2 separate regions of the Salmo salar genome follow, and region 1 is linked to region 2. Evidence: chromatin contacts called from public Hi-C data. All regions are on one chromosome and are shown on one strand. The core of a region is the stretch at or near the end of the contact, and the rest is flanking DNA. Distances in the headings are between cores, read along the strand shown.

Evidence for each region. A called contact is a pair of places that touch in the nucleus more often than the background predicts.
Region 1: a contact with region 2 is called in a Hi-C map of muscle, with 4 times the contacts expected there. The contact joins the enhancer-like site here to the promoter of LOC106606575 in region 2. A contact is called at or near these places in 3 of 3 Hi-C or Micro-C datasets (blood, gill and muscle).

What each region holds. Positions count from the first base shown.
Region 1 is chrssa01:59,706,714-59,714,299 of Ssal_v3.1, reverse strand. LOC106606575 (baculoviral IAP repeat-containing protein 6) reads right to left here. Exons shown (of 75, transcript XM_014202984.2): 4 at 5,371-5,564; 5 at 5,094-5,205; 6 at 4,708-4,790; 7 at 2,829-3,051; 8 at 2,448-2,614; 9 at 2,283-2,341; 10 at 651-2,177; 11 at 1-81. Among protein-coding and RNA genes, the nearest start is that of LOC106606575, 38 kb to the right of the region's middle. Within about 2 kb of position 5,894, at least 1 of the 13 cell types and tissues checked has an H3K27ac peak or open chromatin away from gene starts, as enhancers often do. A contact at or near this core is called in muscle, where this site is marked.
Region 2 is chrssa01:59,667,200-59,674,874 of Ssal_v3.1, reverse strand. LOC106606575 (baculoviral IAP repeat-containing protein 6) reads right to left here and starts at 2,134. Exons shown (of 75, transcript XM_014202984.2): 1 at 1,690-2,134. The coding sequence starts at 1,900. LOC106606648 (protein YIPF4) reads right to left here and starts at 6,030. Exons shown (of 6, transcript XM_014202992.2): 1 at 5,733-6,030; 2 at 4,973-5,126; 3 at 4,655-4,826; 4 at 4,447-4,524; 5 at 4,162-4,275; 6 at 3,193-3,953. The coding sequence starts at 5,817. The coding sequence ends at 3,816.

The DNA of each region.
Region 1 (7,586 bases), core at 4,645-7,144, 36 kb before region 2:
AAACTGGGCCATCGACAAAAATGTCAGCGTCATCTATATCGTCACACACACCTCCAATTTGAAGGAAGTGAAGTTCACCACCTGGGGGGGGGGGGGTTAGATGACAGTAGTAAGAATGAAAACATTCTAAATATGAAATAGATCCAAAAGTTACATGTCTAAGCAGTAGGCTGAGAAAGTGGCCACCGACAACTGCCTCTTTGTTCCCCTTAAAAATCACTCATGCCTTCTATAAAATAAACATTTTTTTTTTTTATCATATGACAACTTGTTTCTTTTATGCTTTCGTTGAAAGCCAGCCTGCAGCACAGTCTGTAAAACAGCGGGTGGGTCAGACCACAATACAAATGTTCAAAGACAAATCTGACTCAGGGGGAAAAATGTAATCTAAACTTCAGTAGTAGCCCATCCCCCATCTCTAGACCCAAAATACCACTCTCCAGGACTCGCTCAATGTGAGCCACACACAGACAGCGTTGCAGGTTACTTTCCTGCAGTCCTTTTCATTGTTGTATCATACATACTAAACACCTATCCAACTTATGAGATATATTACAACTATTAAAAACTGTAAAACATGATCTGCACCATTACAACCTGGGCAATCTAAGAAGAGATATTTCTAGCCAAGATTGTGGAGCCGTCCTCACCTTTAGTGCAAGCGCAAAGGCGGTCAGTCCCAGAGCAGTAGGTGACTGCGACGAAAGGGTCAATCTCATCCACTATCCCGTCTTTCTTGGGCGGCTCCACTTTGGCCAGGACCTCCAAAGTGGACAGGTCCAGGATCATGATGTACCCTGCCTGAGTGGTGACCACCAGGTGGCCCAGTCCGACCACGTCCACCTGCTTCACCTTTGTGCTACTGGGAGCAGCTGTGCTGCTAGTACCAGTCCCTGGCCCACACCCATGGCCGCAGCCAGAGCCGTTTTTAAGCCCACGCCGATGCGTCTCCTCCTGGGCCTCCTCGCTGTCGTCCTCCCTCCCATCCAGTACGTCTGGCGGGAGCAGGATGAGGGAGGTGACGGCGTCCCGGGGGTCTCTGATGTGCTGCACCTTGACAGGCTCCTCCTCCAGAGTGACAATGCGGGTGGAGTAGTTGAGCTTGTAGAGGGCCAGATAGCCCCCACCGCCACAGCCTCCCAGGGGCCTGGACGGCTGTTGTCGCTGGTCAGGGGGGGGCAGGATGAGTGGGGTCTGAGGGGGAGAGGCGGAGGGAAGGGCCTCGTGGCCATTGGCCAGTGTGGGCAGGGGCTGGAGCTCTCCCTTACGGCGGCTGCAGAGGGCTGAGTGGAGGCGATTAAGGTTGTTGAGGGCCTCCACCTGGTTGATGGCGCTGAGAGACTCCACGGAGCAGGGCTGTAGCCCCACCAGCAAGTGCACGCCGTCTGAACAGGGCGTGATGGAGTCCACGTAGAGGTTCTCCTCCTCCAGCTGCTTGGGCAGCCGCAGACACTGCACCAGGGCTCCGGGCCGCGGCGCCAGCGAGCTCCACTTGTCCCCGTCCAGGGCGGCTAGGTTTGCGGCAGCGTCTGCAAACTGCTGGATGTAGGTGATGGGCGGGTCCTGGAGCAGCAGCTGCTCGTGAGTGTCGAACTCCATCTCGATGATCTGCGGAACGGAGAAGCCCTCCTCGTGCAGCCCCTTGCTCATCAGATTGCTCATCTGGGCAAACACCTTGCCCGACGACTTCTCCTCCGACTCCTTGATGCTGTAGAGCAAGAGCACGGGCATAGTCCTGCGCACGGCAGGAGCGGCTGGGTTTGGAGAACCCAGCTCCATAGGAGGGGGATTGCAGGTCTCCATCTCCACAGGGCCCTGGTCAGGCACGGCATGGGGGAGCTCGGGGCCCTGAGTCCTGAGGGGGCCGTCCATGGTGCGGCGGGCGGAGGAAGGGGGTGGGGCGGCAAGCGGGGAGCCGGCGGCAGAGCGGTAGCTGAGCAGGCCTCCAGCCAGAAGGCAGGGGAAGGGAATGTTGTGGTGCTCCGCGGGCTTCTCCTTGGCCTTGTCGGCCTTGGCCTGGGCCAGGGAAGGGTTAGCCCCCAGCTCCTCCAGGTCCTTGACGGTGTCCTCCAACACGCTGGCCACCACCTCCCACTGGAGCTTCTCTGGCTGCTGCAGGACGCTGAGTGCTGTCACGCCCAGGCTCACCTCCATGCTCTCCCTCTGGGATGGGTGGCCTGGGAACAGGAGGGGGGACAAAAATAAAATGCGATAGCTCAACATACGGATACCTAGAAAGTCTACGGAGCAAAAGAGTAACAAGATTTGAAGAGGCTTCATACCGGTCACCGACTCTGATCTGGAATGCTCTTCACTGTCGGAGTCCTCCAACTGATCGTCACTGGCAGAGACAAAAACAAAAAGAAACACACATTTCCTCTTTTACACGCACTTAACACAATTGAAACTTTCATTGACTGACATAGAATAGGTGTGTCCAGTAGTACCTGTCCCCCTCTAGTTTTGGTATGTCTGAGCAGCTGGAGGAGTCCTCTAGCCAGGCTAAGGTGGGCCTCCTGGACTCCTGGGTCCCCAGGGCCAGCTCGCTCCCAGACAGAATCAGCTGCCGCAGGATTGCTGGGTCGTAGGGGTTGATTTCAAATTTCAAGTGCACCTGAGGGGAGCACAAAACATCATGAATCAACAAATCACATTTACAAACATTAGTAATATCCTTACGCACATAGATTAATGTATTCATGCCATAAATTGTATGCATGTCAATTAAGTCTGACGAATGGGCCCAGACATCCAGGACAAAACATGGAGGCAGACATCAACAAAACTGTACTTCACGTTTCGCGCCTAGCCGCGCTGCACAGCCTTACCTTCATGAGCTTGGACAAGTCCCAGATGCAGATCTTGCCACGCTTGGTGGCGGCTGCCAGGAAGTGTGGGCAGCTGCCGAAGCCGTAGCAGGCGATCTTATCTGAGCCATCAGGTGTGGGGAACTGTGCGGGGCTGGTGGCCAGCGTGACGGACAGGGGCACGTTCTGGGTGTGCTCACCCTTCACAAATGGACAGTTGGGGGAATGTCGCTCGTGCTCGGACCTGACGGGAAGGCCGGGGCGTGATCATTATGATGAGAGGTAAGTAAATGTGCGATCTGAAGGTTGTGTGGTGTGTGTGTGTGTGTACAGTACATTCTGAAATATATTCAGACTCCTTCACTTTTTCCACATTTTGTTAAGTCACAGCCTTATTCTAAAATGTATTTAAATAATGACAAAGCGAAAACAGGTTTAGAAAAGTTCGCAAATGTATTAAATATAAAAAACAGAAATATCATATTTACATAAGTATTCAGACCCTTTGCTACGAGACTCGAAATTGAGCTCAGGTGCATCCTGTTTTCATTGATCATCCTTGAGATGTTTCTACAACTTTATTGGAGTCCACCTGTGGTAAATTCAATGGATTGGACATGATTTGGAAAGGCACACACCTGTCTATATAAGGTCCCACAGTTGACAGTGCATGTCAGAGCATAAACCAAGCCATGAGGTCGAAGGAATTGTCCGTAGAGACAGGATTGTGTCGAGGCACAGATCTGGGGAAGGGTACCAAAAACATTCTGCAGCATTGAAGGTCCCCAAGAACATTGGCCTCCATCATTCTTAAATGGAAGAAGTTTGGAATCCCCAAGAATCTTCCTAAAGCTGGCCGCCCAGCCAAACTGAGCAATCGGGGGAGAAGGGCCTTGGTCAGGGAGGTGACCAAGAACCCGACGGTCACTCTGACAGAGCTCCAGAGTTACTCTGTGGAGATGGGAGAACCTTCCAGAAGGACAACCATCTCTGCAGCACTCCAATCAGGCCTCTATTGTAGAGTGGCCAGACGGAAGTCACTTCTCAGTAAAAGACACATGACAGCAACTCCCGCTTGGAGTTTGCCAAAAAGCACCTAAAGACTCTCTGACCATGAGAAAAAAGATTCTCTGGTATGATGAAACCAAGATTGAACTCTTTGGTCTAAATGCAAAGCGTCACATCTGGAGGAAACCTGGCACCATCCCTACAGTTAAACTTAGTGGTGGCAGCATCATGCTGTGGGGATGTTTTTCAGCGGCAGGTACTGGGAGGATCGAGGGAAAGATGAACGAAGCAAAGTACAGAGGGATCCTTGATGAAAACCTGCTCCAGAGCGCTCAGGACCTCAGACTGGGGAGAAGGTTCACCTTCCAACAGGACAACGATCGTAAGCACACAGCCAAGACAACACAGGAGTGGCTTTGGGACAAGTCTCTGAATGTCCTTGAGTGGTCCAGCCAGAGCCCGGACTTCAACCTGATCGAACATCTCTGGAGAGACCTGAAAATGGCTGTGCAGCGATGCTCCCCACATCCAACCTGACAGAGCTTGCAAGGATCTGCAGAGAAGAATGGGAGAAACTCCCCAAATACAAGTGTGCCAAGCTTGTATGGTCATACCCAGGAAGACACGAGGCTGTAATGGCTGACAAAGGTGCATCAACAAAGTACTCAGTAAAAGGTCTGAATACTTACTTAAAAGGTGATCGTTTTTTTTTTTTATATACATTTGCAACAACAAAAAAACTATTTTAGGTTTGTCATTATGGGGTATTGGGTGTAGATTGATGAGGATCGTTTTTTTTTAATCCATTTTAGAATAAGGCTGTAACGTAACAAAATGTGGAAAAAGTCAAAGGGTCTGAATACTTTCCAAATGCACAGTATGTGTCACTCACCACGGTTCATCTGTGGGCTCCCAACACACTAGGCAGACACTGCATGTGAAACACATGGCCCTGTCATCACCGGTGGAGGCAGGCTGCAGAGGGAACAAAGAGAGAGAAGGCATTTCCAAACAGTGAAAAACTCCAAGTTAAGTACCATGAGGCTCAGTGATCCGCAATAAAAACAAACTAATCTATTACACTTGATGTACAGCAATAAATATATTTTATACTGCATCAGCAATAGTGTGCCATACAGCAACGTGTATGTCAAACAGCATGCAAACTAGTGTGCATGCATGATAAAGATGTAATTGGAGGATGAAATAGTAAATCAATGAATATGTAAGCATTAGAGATAGAGAGCTGATGGGAGATGGTGGCCTTACACTGCCTACCTGGTGGTAAAATCCTGCTTGGGCCATGGGGTCAGGCTGTGCCCACCTGTACCCGGCGTGGGGCCACGACATGAACGTTTCTCTCCTATTGGCCTCACTGTACATTAATGATCTGAAAGACAGACAGCAAGAGTCAAAACCTTATCAATTGAGAAATGACGGCAAAACAATGAACAAAACACATCAAATTGGTAATGGAGAGATAAAAGTTCATTCAGTGATTTTCATGCCTCTGTGGTGCACCGTGAGGTCTGTCATGGTTTAAGGTCCTGCTCACCTATCTACAGAGCGCCCTGGGCCCACCCCCAGCTCAGGCCGTGCGCTTGGTAATAGGTAGGAGAGTCTGTCCATTATGAACGAGGCCACAGACAAGGCAGCGACATTCTGGTTTATCTTCTTCAGCTCGTTCACGATGGCACTGGCGACCAACTTTAGCACATGGTGTGGAAGATGGAACGTCACTGTTGCCCACTGGAGAGCGAGAGAGCGACAGACAGTGTTAGGGAAGGAGAGAGAAGGGTGTCATTTCAGTAATACTGCATCCCTTCCCTGCTGGTACAGCAGATAAAAGTATACAACCAGGGTTTGCCCAAATTCACATATATTATACAATGTATGCCATTCTGTGAGAAGTCACTGGGAAAGTGAAAAGGGAAGTCCCTCATCTGGACACAAGCTGGTTGTTACAGCAGTGTGAGTTGGGATCCGGCCAAGGAAGAGATGCCGGATGTTAGATAAACTGCAAATATCAGGCCTTGGTCCTGCATTGGACTTGCAAGGGGAGTGTATTTCTTTTGATACAGAAGGATAGGGGGGTGGGGGCAGCTGTTAAAACATTCACAATATAGCAAGCTAAAGCAATGGGTGCTAAATGAAATAGGGCAACAAAATGATCTTGATGTAACAGAGTGCAGGTTGGCACTCCGACAGCCAGTAGAGAGGATTCTTCTGCCCTGGATCTCAGCAATGGAACCAGTGCTAAAACATGTGCATGAGTAAAAACCTGTGAGAGTCGTGTTGGGTCACTCACTGGTTATAGAACATATACTGTTACAGACATCCCTTTTAAATAAGACTGAACAAGTAGGTCACCCAGTCCTGTGTGAGTGAGGCAGGGCTGTTCCAGACAACAACAAAAAAGATCTTGGTCGACCTGTTCTTTAGTCCAATCGATTGGTGGACATTTTTAAATGTATTTTTCCATATAGACACTTATGGGTTTTAAATCAAAATCAACTATATATACATTTTTTTTTTTATTTAACCTTTATTTAACTAGGCAAGTCAGTTAAGAACAAATTCTTATTTACAATGACGGCCTACTGGGGAACCATGGGTAAACTGCCTTGTTCAAGGGCAGAACGACAGATTTTTACCTTGGCAGCTTGGGGATTCGATCTAGCAACCTTTCGGTTACTGGTCCAACGTTCTAACCACTTGGCTACCTGCCGCCCAGTATATGCACTGAGCTTGTCTAATGATTTAAGAACTCTGATGAAATAATTAAGACAAGTGACTAGAGGGAGTCCGACCGCAATTGATTTGATTGCGACTGGCTCAAACTTGCTGCGCAAAAAAGAAATACAAATGAAATAAAAAGACAAGCACCCGTTGTCTCCTCCCAGCTGCAGCGACCACAGAACATCAGTGTTTATCTCGCTGTCCGTGTTGCTGTAGCAGCAATATAATTACAGCCATTTCCGACTAAAGTTGTTACCGAAATCCCTCTTGTTTAGGAAAAACATTCCCTGTTCCCTCAATAATCCTTGCTCTCTTTACATGACATGTATACATCGCATGCACGTGACAAATAGGGCATGTCCTATAGCATATCATAATCACATCAATAAATTGGTTACAACAAACTCCAACAATAACATGTGAAATGTGAAAAAGAAACTCACTGGTTGCTCAGGAGGTAAAGGGGAAGTCAGATGTGTGGAATAAATTTGACAAGTTGTGGAAAATACTGGAGATCAAGAAAACGGTAAGGAGCAAGCGCTGCATGCATATTGTGTGTGCCAAACCGATGCTGCTAGATTACAATACCATTTCCAACCATTTGGAACACTGTAAACACTAAATAAATTAAGCGTAGAGTGTTGTAACAATTCAATTATTTTTGTCAATCGTTTATTACAGCAAAGACTAAAAACAGTCGCATGCATTTGTGAATGCAATTACCGAAATGAAATGGTATAGTTCTAGTTTAAGCTAATTATTGTATGGTCGCTTTGTTATTTTAATTTAAAACGCTTGATTGCATTTCACATCATTAAGGACTCGTATGCTGTATGATGACATGAACAAATTAATGATTGACACAGTAGCCTATATAAGTATTGACATATAGGCATAAGTAAGTTACGGTATTAAGACTTAACAGGATGCGCTCTTAGACCTACAGCTTGTTGGTGGTTATACAAGGCTGCTATACTAAACCTACTAATGCTAATGAAATTACTTATTATAAAGATAATAACAAAAAGGAGA
Region 2 (7,675 bases), core at 885-3,384:
TTATTTAATACATCTTAGATTAAGACTGAATGTAACAAAATGTGGAAAAAGCAAGGGGTCAGAATACTTTCCGAATGCACTGTACAAAGTTTATAAGTCCAAACTCAGAATCAAATATGCTTCCCAAAAATAACATGTTGTGATAGCACGTTTATTTTGAGTGCCTATTTTCTGCATTTATCAGAGTGCCTGATTTTAGTGTCCATGCAAACAAGCTTATTACAGAAATGTCTTACAAAGTGTGTCAAAGTTTTAATTAAACTATTATATTAATCTGACGATACACAATCACACTGTTGTGTGCATGTAACCTTAGTCTCTAATAATTGCATTATTGTGTGCATACAACGCAGTGTTAACCAAACTCAGTCCTCGGGACCCCAAGGGATGCACGTTTTGGTTTTTGCCCTTACACTACACAGCTGATTCAAATAATCAAGCTTTCATTACTTGGATCAGATGTGTAGTGCTAGGGCAAAAACCGTCATCCCATAGTCCCTCCCACCAGCCAAGTCTGCATTCAATGTACCTACAGATGGGGGTCACGTTGAAGAACAAACACCAATGTTTTCTATTGTTTGGCATCGTCAAATATAAATTGTCACAAAAACGAAAGTCAAGCCTGTTCACTTTCGTCAACCATTTCCCACCCAAAATGTTACAGCTACAATACTAACTAAACGTTATTAGCTAACGTTAGATTGCCGACAGGCATTTCTTACTTTATTGTTCTGCGTAGTAGGAATAGCAACACGTCATAACCTTTCTAGCCAACTAACGTTACCTAACTAGATAAATATTCTACAACAAACTAACGTTACCTAGCAAGCTTGCTAACATTTACTGCGACACATGTATGCGCGGTGCTGGTGATCATCGATTAATTTACATCTTAGCTAGCTAACGGTATTAGCTATGTAGCCAACTAGCGAATGTGACTTCACATTGTAAGTAATGTTGTAAGTAACACTTTCTTTGCAGATAGCTATCTAACTTAGTTAGCCAGCAATCTCACAATGCACCTTTTGCTTCCTTGGCCCAACACAGCCAACGAAACGAGTTAGCTCACTGGTAATGTTAGTGTCATCACAATTAACTAGGTAACTACCACCGACTACAATCTAACTAAGTAACTAACATTAACGTCAACTATCTACATGTTACTTACCCTATTCATAGAGGCTACCTATTTAAGCAAGATAATGTGCCTAACTACTTAGCTATTATGACACTTAACGATTGATTGAATGTTGACAAAACGTTATACACTGTTAGCGGGTTCGCTAGCTTTGCGGCCAGTTCATGATCCGAGAACTGTTTTCATAACAAATCGCTAGTTAGCTAACGTTGACGTTAGCTAGCTTGTTAGCAAAACGTCTTGACAGCAAGACGATTCTCAAGACATTTAGCTAATTATGTATTCAAGTGTTTTTTTATAGGAATCGGATAACAAAATCAATTTGTTTAGCAAGTTAATCAGTAGCTAAATGTCAGAATTCACGACAAATTAACGTTTATTTTTATTTGCTACCTAACTTAGCCTAAATCAACCACCACAGCAGGCCCAATGTAACGTTACATTGTTGACCAGTGTCGTTTCATCTGATAGTTATGACAATCACCTGATTGCTAGCTACCTAGCTAACTAACTAACTAAACCAGTTAGCTAGTTCCTTGGCCCTGACTTACCATGCAAGGCCGAGGCCTGGAGAATGGCCCCTGAAGTGCCGTCGATTACTTTTATACTGCCCCGGCTAGTAACAGCCAGGATAGCGTTAAGGGCCGGGTGGTAGGAAAGGCTCCGCAGGCCCTCCTCGTCGCAACGAAGGCAACCGTCTCTCAGTACAATCCAGTCTGAGGAGGTGGACGAGCAGGAGCCCGGCGAGGCCGCGGCCGCCATCTTTATTTATTTTCCCCGTTCCCTTCTGTTTTTAGGAAGCTCCCGTTTATACGAGTAAGATTAATAATTGTAAACACTTAATCCCAAACTACCGCTCCTCTACTACTGCTGACTCTCCTTCTGCGGCTTCTGTTCCTCCACCGGTTACCGCAGCAGTAGCTATTCACCATCAGTACTGAGAAAGCTACGAGCGTTGCACTCAGATGAACGTCAGGTAAACGGAACTAGCGTAGTGCTTGGCTATCACGCGACACCAGAGAGGGCACTGCGATGTTGACTCCGGAGTCCAGACAGAGAACCTCTTTGGATTACTGTTCTGTGAATGTTATTTCCCCACTGTAAATGGTGTTTGTTGTGACTCCCATAGATATAAATTACTAGCTATGTGAGTTATGTAATTATGACTATTTTGTTTTTGATCCAGCCCTTGCCTGATGTTGGGATATACAGCAGATCCCCACCCAAGAACCCCGAATAATAAACCCTAAAACCCATCGCCCAGTGGTCCCTATAACATACCGCGCAACAGCAAGCAAGCAAGCAAAACGAACCCCTACTGTACAGATCAACAATAGGTCTGTTGAGTTTTAGCAGCCCACCAAGACCTATCATTTGTAAAGCCCTTGAAGACGGACACCAAATAACAGAAATTGCCTTGGACCGCATTACTGTAAAACCAATGCACATTTCCGTTCGTCCTTTACCACTAGAAACCATAAGCATACTTTAATTTGCGTTTATCTTATATCCAATTTCAGATGTACTCTGTGATAAAGATTAAGATCAAAATGGCACATTCAACAACAAATGAACAGTCTTTGTTCTAAAAGCTTATATACAATGTGTCAGCACAACACACTAACAATATTAAAAACTGTTAATGTTTACAGCTAATAATTCATATTCTAATTACTGTAAATACCACAACTAATTTTAACCCCGCCAATAGTCTTTACTTATTATGGTAAATCCTACATAAAAGCTTGGGTGTGAGTTTTTGTTAACAGGCATGCAGATTAATGATAACATTTTACATATGAGAGGGAATGTATTTTAAAATATCTAGTACAGTACAACAGTTATATGGACAATTATGTTGATATCATTTAACCCCCCCACTGTGAATTCATTATAAATATCACTATTGTTCCAGGTCTAAAAATGTTACATGTACACCTCTACAACACATTAAGCTATATACAGTAGGTATACGTACAATCGATACAAGGAAGTTGTCTGAAAATATACATCAGTTCAATAAAAGAATAAACAACTAATGAAAGGCACCACACTTTAGTAGACTGTTTTATTTCACTCAAACTGCCCATCATCTACTGGCCTACCCAGGCTGAAATTCATAAAGTTAAGAAATAAAGGTTTGTAAAAGGTGCATAAAATGACAACTAAATAATGCATAACAGTATGTTAAACCCACTACCTTACAAAATAATGGTGGAACCTCAGTTAGGGGTTGACGTCTTTCTTAACCCCTTGGTTCTAATTGAACATTTGTGCACTGTATTTGGCACCACCTTCCTCTATGGAATAAAAGCATTAACAAAAATCTATGTGACCCCAACATGATTACCAAAACCAGATTTCACACCTTGATTAAATAATTATGATGCGAATGCAAACCAGGGTTCTAATTACAATTAAATCTGAATGCAGCCTTACACTATACGCTACTGCTTTTTATTGAGCAAAGCGGTAAGGGGCACATTTAAATACACTGACGTAACATATACCCTTATCCCCACAGTCTAGGATTGTAAACAGAGATAAAAGAGGGAGAAAATAACCTTTTAAAAAATCCATGTTCCTTATTTTCATTGTGGAATGAATCCTTGTGTGTCTTTTCACAGTGCTTTGTGTCAGTCTCCAACCAAAGTGCCCACAGTAGCCATTTGTCCAATCAGACCCCAGTATATAGTGACAGGAAGTAGATGTACAAAAGGAAAATAGGGTATATGAGAAGAGGCTTCTTGGTTTTGAATTCATTCCCAACAAGTAGAGAAGCAGCACTGTAAGCAGCCCAGAATACTCCAAAAAGCTGGAAAATGAAAGACAGTTGACAACTAATAAACACTCATATCTGATTTAAGAGTACATTTGTATTATCTACAAAAAAATCTAAAGATGTACAAAAGCTCTGAATATGTTAGTGTATGTTAAATCAAATGTGCAGTGCTGAATTAGATATTAATTCTTGTGGAAAATGTGAGAGAATAAATGTTGATTATCTTTGCTGATGTGCTCACCTTTATTAGTGTAGAAACAACATCAAAACCCCCAATGACCAAAAGCAATGGAGCTATAACGATGAGTGGGAGTAGAGAGTATCCAATCACTCCAAGGACTTGTCCATAAGACACCTATCCGATATAAAACAATGCAAGTCAGTGTTTCACAGCATGCCACATCATTCATGTTGTAATAGAAAGCAAATTCACATCCAGAGGCATGTACAGTATCAAGTAAGAGAAATGTACTACTCATCAAGACTAGGAATATGAATTATTTTAGCTTAAAAAGGTTGATCTTACCTCACCACCGAGAACACGAGCCAGCAGAAAGATTGTTAAAGATCCGAATATCCAAATGGTAATTATCCAAGACACAACCTTAGGAAATAAAATAATGCAACAAATAATTAAAACAACTTTCAAGCTGAAAATTGTGACATGGTACCAAAGGACACATTGTTTTGGTGTGATCTGAGAAAAAAATGCACAGGTTGTCCTGCCGCCTCACCCTGAACTGTCCGTAGATGGAGATCATGGAAAACAGGAGCACTACAGCCAGAGGACCCCAGAAGTCAGGGTTGTCCCTCACAACCTGCCGATTGAAGCCCAAGGAGGGCATTGGCATCAGCACACAGCGGATCTTGTAGTAGATGTCTTTCAGGTCGATGTCCAGCTCCTCCCTAATCATACATGCATATGAGAGAGAACAGGAGCATCATGAGATAACAGCACATTTCGTTAGCAGTGATGGCCAAATTGGATGTCAGTGTCATTTTAATATCAATGTGCATGGACAAAGAATGGGTTTCTTGAAGAAGGCACTTACAGAAGAGGTTTGTTGTCTTCTGGGTCATCCTCGTCTACTTCCAGTAGCCAGCCATAGCCTCGTTTCCTCAGGAACGTGGTTGCATATGGGTCTTTTGCATCGTCGCTGCCCATGTTCAATTTAACATCTGGGGCATCGATAGTACCACTTAGATCTGTAGGGAATTTAATGTAAACGAGTATTGGTTCACATGTAACATGCGTTGAATTTCTGTCTTGTTGAACTGTACAGTATATGTTCAAGGTTTCCAAAACCGTATCACAATTAAAGATAAAACATTTTCCTCGATAGATCATTTACACTAAACCAACTATCACCTCAGTTAAGCAAAAACGGACGTAGAATGCCGAAAATAATTGTCCCCCTGTTTGTCCTACTGTTTAAATGACATTCAACTTTATTTACTCAATCAGCAATTACATGCAACCAGTGAAAATAGACTGTCGAGTTAAGTATTACGCTTATCTTCAGTAGAATATATAGTTAGGCAGTTGGATTTACTTCAGTGGTATAGCTAACGTTAGCTAGTTGGATTGCTAACGTTAGCCTAGCCGTAAAAGCTGCAGAAAGCTGTCAAATCTCTCTGAACCACTACGTAACTTGACAAAATCGACAACACTATGACTCAAGGTTAGTTAAATACTTTAATTAAATGTCAAGCTAGCAGAATGTCGTGTTGACAAATACGGTAGCTAGCTAGCAAGCTAACTAAAATGAATATAAAACACATATGACAGTATTCACGGCCTGCTAACATTACCCTCGGCTTCAGTTGACGAGACGAAGGTAAAATCTCCGTTGGTGGGAGACAGCTGCATTGTTGATGTTGTGCCAACAACCTTCATGTCCTAAGAACTGACATTTAAAAAGTGTTTCAATGAATAACCTGCCACAAGTAAATATAACGTTGTAAATGACGGGTTTCCCGAATTTGTCACGATTATTCCATCTTGTTGTTGAGGTATCGTTTGGTCCCACCCACTGAGGTCCGACAACACACACATCCAGCGATATTGGTTTCCACTGGTTACCACAGCCACTAAATCAAAATTGGCTATATCGTAATAACTGATGAAAACAAACATTTGCTTTTTAGTCTTCATTTAACGTTAAGGTTAGGCACAATATTAGCCGTGTAGTTAGAGTTAGGTTTAAAATCAGATTTTCAGAAAATAAATGGTAGAAATAGTCGGTGTTTATAACTTTTTGGCTGTGGCAACTAGTGACGACCAGCGATATTACAGAAAGAAGGAAGTGTGAGGCTGGTAAAGACGACACATCAAATCCCAACACGGCAGCAGAAAAACTCGCCATCTAGTGATAGTTGGACTCCCACCATCAATACGCAACATGACACTTAAAAAAATGATAACCCCTCCTTCCAATTCAATTCAATTCCCTCCTTTGTCGTTCAAAACACTCCCCCATATATGGTTGGCTGATCAGAATAGACAGACCAATAGTATCAGCTCGTTGCTTGCTCAGTATTTCTTATCGATGTTAGCCCATTCAATTCGTGGGTAAGTATCTCGGGAAATGACTAATGGTATTTTATATTCATAGAAGCATGTTCTTATTTCAAAATAACATTAAAATGGGTTTACAACTAATTTAGCTATGCCCTAGGCAATAGCTGCGATTTTTTTTGCAGACAGGGTGGGGGTAAAAATACTTGCATGCAGGGGCGCAACTTTCACTGGGGTTACATGTCCCTCTCACATTCTGAAATTACATTTTTGCCCCCCCCCCAGTGTTATCGTTGGAATGTGATACAAAGCGAGTCAACGGTGTGCTTCAGGACCATGAGGATGTCTGTGAGTGGTCGGGTAGGCTGTTTGGAGTGTTTATCCGTCTGGATAAAACAATATATGTATATATATATATATATATAGTAAAAGGTCACTCTCTCAACCAGCTTTATGAGGTAGTCACCTGGAATGTTTTTCCAACAGTTTTGAAGGAGTTCCCACATATGCTGAGCACTTGTTGGCTGCTTTTCCTCAACTCATCCCAAACCATCTCAATTGGGTTGAGGTCGGGTGATTGGAGTGCTGCATCATCTGATGCATCATCTGATGTAGCACTCCATCACTCTCCTTGGTCAAATAGCCCTAACACAGCCTGGAGGTGTGTTTTGGGTCATTGTCCTGTTGAAAAACAAATGATAGTCCCACTAAGCGCAAACCAGATGGGATGGCGTATCACTGCAGAATGCTGTGGTAGCCATGCTGGTTAAGTGTGCCTTGAATTCTAAATAAATCACTGACAGTGTCACCAGCAAAGCACCCCCACACTATCACACCTCCTCCATGATTCACGGTGGGAACCGCACATGCAGAGATCATCCTACACCTACTCTACGTCTCACAAAGACACGGCGGTTGTAACTAAAAATCTCAAATTTGGACTCATCAGTCTAATGTCCATTGCTCGTGTTTCTTGGTCCAAGCAAATCTCTTATTATTATTGGTGTCCTTTAGTAGTGGTTTCTTTGCAGCAATTTGACCATGAAGGCCTGATTCACACAGTCTCCTCTGAACAGGTGATGTTGAGTTGTGTCTGTTACTTGAACTCCGTGAATAATTTTTTTTGGCTGCAATCTGAGATGCAGTTAATTGCCGATTTCTGAGGTAACTAATGAACTTATTCTCTGCAACAGAGGTAACTCTGGGTCTTCCTTTCCTGTGGCGGTCCTCATGAGAG